Regions from separate parts of the Rattus norvegicus genome. Here region 2 is linked to region 1. Evidence: chromatin contacts called from public Hi-C data. All regions are on one chromosome and are shown on one strand. Each heading gives the region's core, a stretch centred on a gene start, on an enhancer-like site or on the middle of the called end of the contact. The rest is flanking DNA. Distances are from core to core; before and after follow the strand shown.

Region 1 (3,891 bases), core at 871-3,370:
TCGTATCTGTATTTGTGAGCTGACTATCAACCCACTTGGGCTGAATATTAAATCACCTGTAGTAGCTGTTATCAAGCTGAGATGATCTATTAATTCTAAATTTATTAACCCTTGGAGTGCAGTCATCATGTTTAATCTAGTGTAGCTCACATTTATTTTACAAGACTAAATCCTTCTTTAAGGTATGGTGGTGCTGTAGGTTAAAAACAGCTAATATGGGCTTCATTACAATAATTGGAGGAGAGAAAATGTCTGAAAATGCTAGTGTGGCTGCTGGAACAGGTTGGTCCCAGTCTCTTTCCTAGAATAGGATTTGTCTGTCAGAGAAAATGTCTCTTCAGAAACGTTTCTGTCCCCAAGAAAGAGGAAAACGAGGGCAGGGAGGAGGAAGCTTCTGACAGAGAGATAGCCAGTGGTCCAAAGCCAGAAACAAACAAACAAACAAACAAACAAAAAGGCTGCGTGCTATGGCAGGGTCACCTCCAACCTGATGGATTACACTGAATCTGCAGCACCTGGCCAAGACCACCCACAAAATTTCTGGCAGGAGTCAAACTTGAAGTTCAGCAAGGGTCACCTATTCTGGAATAAAAGATTTTTTTTTACCCCTTTCCCCCAAGGAATTCTGAGCAATTCAAACTACAAGCAGTTCTGCAAAAGAAAAAAAAATGTTCATTTAATATGTTAATCTGGTGTTCAGGGATATATATATATATGTATATATATGTATATATATATATATATCTTCAACCTGCCCATTATTGATGTTATCAACATATTCATAGCTTTTCTTTCAGACACAAACCGCTAGGCGCTAGGCATGCTCTCTTTTTTGGTAACCACGTGCTTGATATCTCTCTAATGTAGCCTAATAACAATTTTAGCATTCAGATGAAGCGATTTCATTCTGTGACTGCCTTTTCTATTAGATGTGATTTTGAGAAGCCCCAGTGGGTGCCTTCGAGGCAGAGATCTATCTGTGAGGCTGCTACCGACTCAATAGCAGCCTGGGCTAACCTTGACCTTTCCAGAGACCCTGCTCCATCTGGTGCCAGCCTGCTTTCCACCGCCTCCCTCCCTCGCTTGCTTCATAGTCAACATTGATCAAGGCAGAACTGAGCGCTTAGTCTTCTGGAAGGGCTGGGCAGACTCAGGAGGACAGTACATTTCAGTATATGGAAATGATCAGCCTCTTATGTAATCATAAATCTACATAGGAGTCTTGTGATTTGATATTTCATTCACCTCCAAAGATTTTTTTTCTCCCTCCCAACAGGGATTTATAAGCTCAGCGAGAGCTCCCGGACAACGGCTTTCCCCAACACCTGGAAATTATCAAGCTTGCTGCTTGCTGAATGATGCTAACAGTTCCAACGCTGCAAATTCATTTTTAACAACTCACTGGCTTTTATCTAGGATGTGTGTGTGTGTGTGTGTGTGTGTGTGTGTGTAGCGCGTGTACACACACACACACACACACACACACACACACACACTCGTGCCTTTCTTTAAGAAACTACTAAAGCAACGCATCATATCAAAGACACCAAAATCAAATCTGACTTAAATATCCCCACCTCCACACCCATCCCCATTTTGTGTTTGGAGGCAGATCAGGTTTTCTTTCTGCATTCTGTCCCCATTCTAAATCATTAAGAAGGAAGGGAAAAGATAAAGAAGCTAAGAGAAGCGTCAGGGGCGGGGGGGGGGGGGCAGGCGGGGGGGGGAGGCGGGGGGGGAGAGAGAGAGAGAGAGAGAGAGAGAGAGAGAGAGAGAGAGAGAGAGGAGAGAGAGGTAAGAATGTTAACCTTGGATCCCACCTCTCCCTGCCTGGGCCGCACCCCCTCTCCCCCTTCCCCATAGACACACACGATGTGTCGTTCTCCATCCACACCGCCCACTAGGGCACACAGCCGCCTCACACTCTTTCTTTCCTCCTCTTCCTTGCACCCGGGGCTGGGTGGTAAGAGGCTGACTGAGAGGGAGTCACGTGGGCAGCCCGTGGGCAGCAGCGGCAGCAGCTCCAGAGAAATTGACTGACTGGCCGCTTGGGCGCATTTCAATATATGGAAATGACCAGAGGCTTCTGCGATAAATCAACGCTCAACACTTTGTCATTTGTCTAGTTCTGCTTCATTTTCCTGCTTCCCCCTTCTCCTAACAGAGGCTTGTTTCCTTGCTTTTTTGCCCTGCCGCATCCCTTCCCACCTCCACCCTATACCTTCTCCAAATCTTGCCCATCACTGCAGCTGCCCCCACCCCCGCGGGCACCCCCTTCTGTTCTCTGTCTCCACTGTAATTGGAAACATCCGGTCGGCGATTTTTTTCCTCCTCTTCCTTTCCTTTCAAAAAATATTTTTCCCCAACAAAAACCGGCCGACATTTGCTGCTGTGCATCAAGATTTTATTTTTTGCAAAAGGTGGCCAGGATGCTCTTACATAATCCCAGGGATCTGGACCTCAACCCCTCTTGTAATAAAGAAAGGAAGGGAGGGAGGAAGGAAGGAAGGGGGAAAACACCACTGTTCGCATCCTCTTTCCCTACCCCAGCCCCTGCTCCCATCTTCTAGGAGTTCCCTCAGCAAACTTAAAAGACTATCCGAAGCAACTTGTGCCATGAAATGTCAAGGATAGCACTTAGTGGACACCCAGAAAAAATGGGAGAGCGCGGGGGAGGGGGCATCAGGTTTGCAGGCTCCCGCTGGGCTCTTGCTGCTCTTCCTGGTGCCCTCCACCTCACCCCGCCCTGCGCCTTGGGTCTTAAAAAAAAAAAATCACCTAAAGCCCAATCTGCAATTACTCTCGTGTTTCTCAAGAGCTCGGCACAGCCTGGATTCCATGGTGCGTGTAAAAAGCGAAATTAACAAAACCCCACCACCGCGCTCTTGCTTTCCTTTGCGAGGGGAAAGGGGTGGTCATTGAGGCCCAGACTACTTGTTTGTTAAGTTGGGTTCAGAAGCGTACAGTAGCTTCCCCCCACACCCTCGAAGCTTCTATTTGGCATTTCTAATCTTTCAACTTTTCTCCCTCTCTTGCCTATTGGGCAGTCTCTCCTTTTTTCTTCCTCTTGGATCTAGGAACAATGGGTATGTAAAGGGTCAGTGGGCATCACCCTATAAAGCTCAGAACCTAATTAATTTTATTAAAGGAGGATCTGTTTATGCAATATGACAGCCTGGGGGAATTAACCATTTGAAGACCCAGACACAGGCTGGTCAGACACCAGAGTCTCTGCTCATAGCCTAAGCTTGCACTTCCTGCCCCTCCGGGATCTGGTCTGGGTTTTGTTGGCCCTTCTGAGAGTCAGTCCTAATCCTGGGCTGAACACTGGGAACCTTGGAAAATCCATACATTGCCATCCCCACGTGACTGCTGAAGTGCTCTGCCGCTATTCAAAATGTGTCACTATTGGGAGGGGGCTGGACCTTTGGCTCTTCAAGAGGACCTTTGGGGTTCTGGAATACTCTACTTGGATGGAAATTAAGCTGAGTGAAATCCAGTAGGTTTCCTCATGAGCAAAGCAAAATGTAACTGCTTTTAAGTTATTGTGGGTTTTTTTTTTTCCCTGCCACTCTGGTACTTTGAAATACATTTTTAATAACCTCCTGAAAACAATTTAATAGTTCAGACATATTATTCTTTGACTTAATATCCTCGTGCATTCTTTAATTGCCAAACCAAAGTTTATTTCATTTTCTAAGGCTAACTTTATACCTCCTAGGAATTCTAATGTCACAGTCTTGTGTACGGTGTGTGTGTGTGTGTGTGTGTGTGTGTGTGTGTGTGTGTGTGTGTGTTTATCATCACCTTGGATTTTGTTCAACAGGGATGTAGAAATGTATAGCATATGTATAGAAATAGATCTGATAAAATATTCAAGAGCTTTCTGAA
Region 2 (3,891 bases), core at 563-3,062, 1.7 Mb before region 1:
AGCGGCTGTACTTTTTAATTAGCAGTGTTCCGAGGGGCAGATACGACTCCACGTGCAGCTTTGTCAAGCTGCAGTTTAGGAGACTGACACAGTGTTTTTTATAACGAGGGTCTTCGCAGTCTAATCATCGCGTGAAATTATGTGCGCCTGTTGGTGTTCTCTTTCCCCGCTGCCTTCGGGTGAGAGCCTACGACCAAAGAGCAAAGGTGGTTCTTCCTAAAGCAGCCTGCTCTCCTATAGGTCTGGTTTCCTGTGAGCATCATCTCAACCCGGCAAGACATGGTTCTGTTTAACTAGCCCTTGCTCACAGGTCCCATGCCTGCTATCACATTGCCTTGCCCGTGATACAGCTTCCCAGTGCATTTTTCTCGCTAATCATGGTTTAGCAAACAAGGAAGGAGAGGGCCCCGTTTTATGAAACTTTCTGATGAGTGATGGGCAGTTTATTTCAGTCTTTAGTGTACTAGAATGTACAATTGCTCTAAAGATAAATAAAAGATTCAGCCGAGTGCCACTGGAGAACAGCGCAGCATGTCTCTGGCATGGCTTGAGACTTATCTGATTTGGATTTGTATACCTCATGGGGAATGGCAAAATATTGGAACAGACGGCTTGATATTTCCGAAGAATATAGTGGGCTTTATTAGCACCAGTTTCACTCTCTGACTGACGGCTTTTTCAAATTTTTTATCTTATTAATCCGTGCTACTGTATGTAAATGCTATTCCTCTCTGCATAAGGGAGGCAACCAGCGATTTGTAATAAACGCCTCTGAGTGCCTGAGGCTGCACTTAAACTTTAAAACATCCATTATTAAGTTGCAAAAAAACACTGTAATGGCCAATAGTGACCTCATAGGAATTTTAAACTGTGGTCTGCTCTTCTGCATTAAAAACAAAAAAATTGCCTCAAGTTAGAATTATGAGCAATGCTATTTTAACAGCTGCATTTTGATTATTAAAGTGTGTTTTACAACTGAATTACAATGTTTTTATGGACTCTAGGTATAAGATTTAAAAAGGTCATTAAACATGCTCGGGCTTTGTCACAGTGGGTGTCACTGTATACAATGGACACTACACAATCTATTTTTATGTCACCACACTTAGGATTCCAAATAGGGTGCAAAAGCATTTCCGTTTTTTAACCATGTAGATGACTACGGACCTCTCAAAGACAGTGACAGTTTGCAGTTGGAGATGACTACTTTCATTATTATTTTATTAATTTGACAAGAAGCCCTACAGATTTTCAGTGTATCACTGATCCATTTGTCCCAGAAATAATTAAAATCGCAGCCTGGAGCAACAGACAACAGATACACTTCTGGCGAATTAATGTTCAAAAATACATCGCTTGTACTGTAGCCAACTCTTTAGTCCTGTGACACTTCTGCGTTTTCTCCCTCTGATCCTATGTGGGCTCATTGACAATAGATATTGACCCCAAGTGTAGATTTTCCAAATGCGGGACCTCTACCCTCGTCGACCCATTATGTCGTGTGCTGGCTACTGTACGCAATATTTGCATCTCCAGACACAGAGACCCAGGGTGGAGTTGCAGAGATTTCTCAGGACTACCTCAGGCATCTTCCCAAAGCAGTAACGTAAACTTCACTTCGCCCGGACCCTGCCTGCTAAGCTACTTCCCTGTCAATTTTTAATTTTCTCTTCACTAATTTAGCATTGTTTTATGCCTATGCTCAACTGGAGTCGGTGTCTGTGGTGGCACCGGGTGCCTGCTTGTCGATGAGGACATGGGCATGGGGTGTGATAAGGAGCCTCCTCGGATGCTCCAAATATTTGACAGAATGTCACAAAGGATTGTATTTGCATGTAGTAGCCTGGGTAGGACATGACGATTAGTGTGAGCTGCATTCCGGCTCTGCGTATCCAGCTCAGACGGTCCAGATCTTCTGCATAGCTTTGAATTTTGTATATGTACTTTGAACATATCTGTGACGAGCAAAGCTGTCACTGTGCTGGGGGAAAAAAAATGTAGCTGCAGAATTGACAATACCGGTTTAATTTTTTTTTTAAAAGAGGACATCTCCTAAATAATTATTATCATGCTAATAACATTTGTATTCTTTTGTGTATAATTAAGATCTGCCTGTCTAAGCATGAAATGGGGTTGAGATCGTGAATGAGGGTGCTATCCTTAACCTATTTAGTAAATCAGTTTTAATTTGGCTTTCTTTAGGTAGAATCATAACAATAGTCTGTTGTATACAAAAATCCACACTTTCTGGCTGTAAACAGTCATAGAAATATAATATTTAACCAAGCTTCCCATGAAATTAGAGAAACCCCTCTTGTGAACACTGTGCTGAATAAAAAATAATTCAACAATTATAGATGTCTCTTATTTTATTAACCCTTTGTCTCTCAGAGTGACAAATGCTGCAGCTGTTTTTATTCTGATCTCTTTAGCTTTGGGGTGTGACATTTTTTCTTTTTATGTAATAGAAATTAGTTTGATATTCATATTACACCTACTTCCAAGAGAATTTGAGGCAGAAAATAGGCTAGCATACAGTGGAAAAAGAAGCCATTTCAGTTTAGAGCATAACAGGTTATGTAATTTAATGATCACAAAGTGGTTTGGAATACTCCGTGCTGTTTTGTTCCCTTAGAAATAGTAATATCTGTTATCGGTGCTGTTTTTTTTTCCTTCTATAATTTCATGGTTAATACCTAGGCAGGCAATTATGCTAAAAGAAATTATCCTTGTCGTTTGGCAAGAGGTATTCTTTATTTTCAAGATACTCAGACTTCTTAAACCTATTCCTTCTCCTCCCCAACCTGATTGTGAGCATTTGCATGCTGTGATTTATAAGGTGATTGGAAAACACCTCCATTTATCAATTATGAGGGAGCACAGGCTGCTCAGAACCGATCAAGCAGCCTCCTTGGCAAGAGGACCCTCTGAGGGGGTGGGGCGGGGGAGAGAGGAAGGAAAGGAGAGAAAATGGCAACAGGAGGGAAGTGGGAGTCTTCCTTGATGTGTCTGCTTTGTTTCCCTGCTGAAGCCCACTTGCCAGCCTTCCCACAGCTTTGCCGGTGTTGTGCACACAGGCGGCCCCTGCCATTTGATTTTTTCCATCCATATTTTTTTTTTTTGGTGATCACACTGTTTTTCTGTGAATCTGTATTTGTTTTTCAGTTGTCAACAAATATGTTCTGAGTATCTGTGCATTGTGGGTACTATGCTGGGGGCCTAGCATTGTGCAGCCCCCTGGGACACATAGAAGGCAAGCCTAGGAAGGACCCCTTTCTCCTCCTACCAGGGGCGAAGCAACTTCATTCAAGAGTATCAGTTAAAAATAAATAGGAAAATATAAAATAAGTCCCAAATAAATGAGATCATGTTCATGAAATGGTTGTCTCTATAGCTCCTAGCATGTCCTAGTTTACTTAATAAATAATAATCTATAAGAATTAGCTGTTGTTGTTGATTATGATGAAGGTGATAATCATGATGATAATCATGATGCTGATTATGATGATGATGGTGATAAAACACAGGTGTCAGGCAGGACATTAGCAAAGCTCAGAGACCAGTTTGACTGCAGTTAAGTTCCTTTACCTTTTAGGAAACATTCAGCATTTGAATGGGTTTCCTGCTGTCTACATCCCAGCTGCCTGTAGGAGCTCCCTAGTCTGTTCAAGCTTCCTACACTACCTAATTCTGGTCCTTTCTGATTCACATTCAGTTCACTGCCTGATTTGCTGCTTACTGTTTTCTGGCTTCCCCGTGGCTGTAGTGTAAGCTTCCTGTGAACAGGGTGTTGTGATTTCCTTCCTGGCAAATGCCAGGCTCATTCCTTTAGAGTGGGAGCCCTTAATGCTTAAGGCTCTGAGGGAGGGTTTGAGAGTGATCCACCAGTAC

What was found. Hi-C and Micro-C count contacts between places; a contact is called where the count stands out from the background.
Region 2: a contact with region 1 is called in a Hi-C map of frontal cortex, with 2.8 times the contacts expected there. The contact joins two enhancer-like sites. A contact is called at or near these places in 4 of 12 Hi-C or Micro-C datasets (the A7r5 cell line, Schwann cells, frontal cortex and 1 more).

What each region holds. Positions count from the first base shown.
Region 1 is chr14:102,213,685-102,217,575 of GRCr8, reverse strand. No RefSeq gene overlaps it. Among named protein-coding and RNA genes, the nearest start is that of Bcl11a, 16 kb to the left of the region's middle. Within about 2 kb of position 2,120, at least 16 of the 93 cell types and tissues checked have an H3K27ac peak or open chromatin away from gene starts, as enhancers often do.
Region 2 is chr14:103,914,187-103,918,077 of GRCr8, reverse strand. All of the region lies in intron 3 of LOC100909672 (a long non-coding RNA gene), which reads left to right. Among named protein-coding and RNA genes, the nearest start is that of Fancl, 530 kb to the left of the region's middle. Within about 2 kb of position 1,812, at least 13 of the 93 cell types and tissues checked have an H3K27ac peak or open chromatin away from gene starts, as enhancers often do.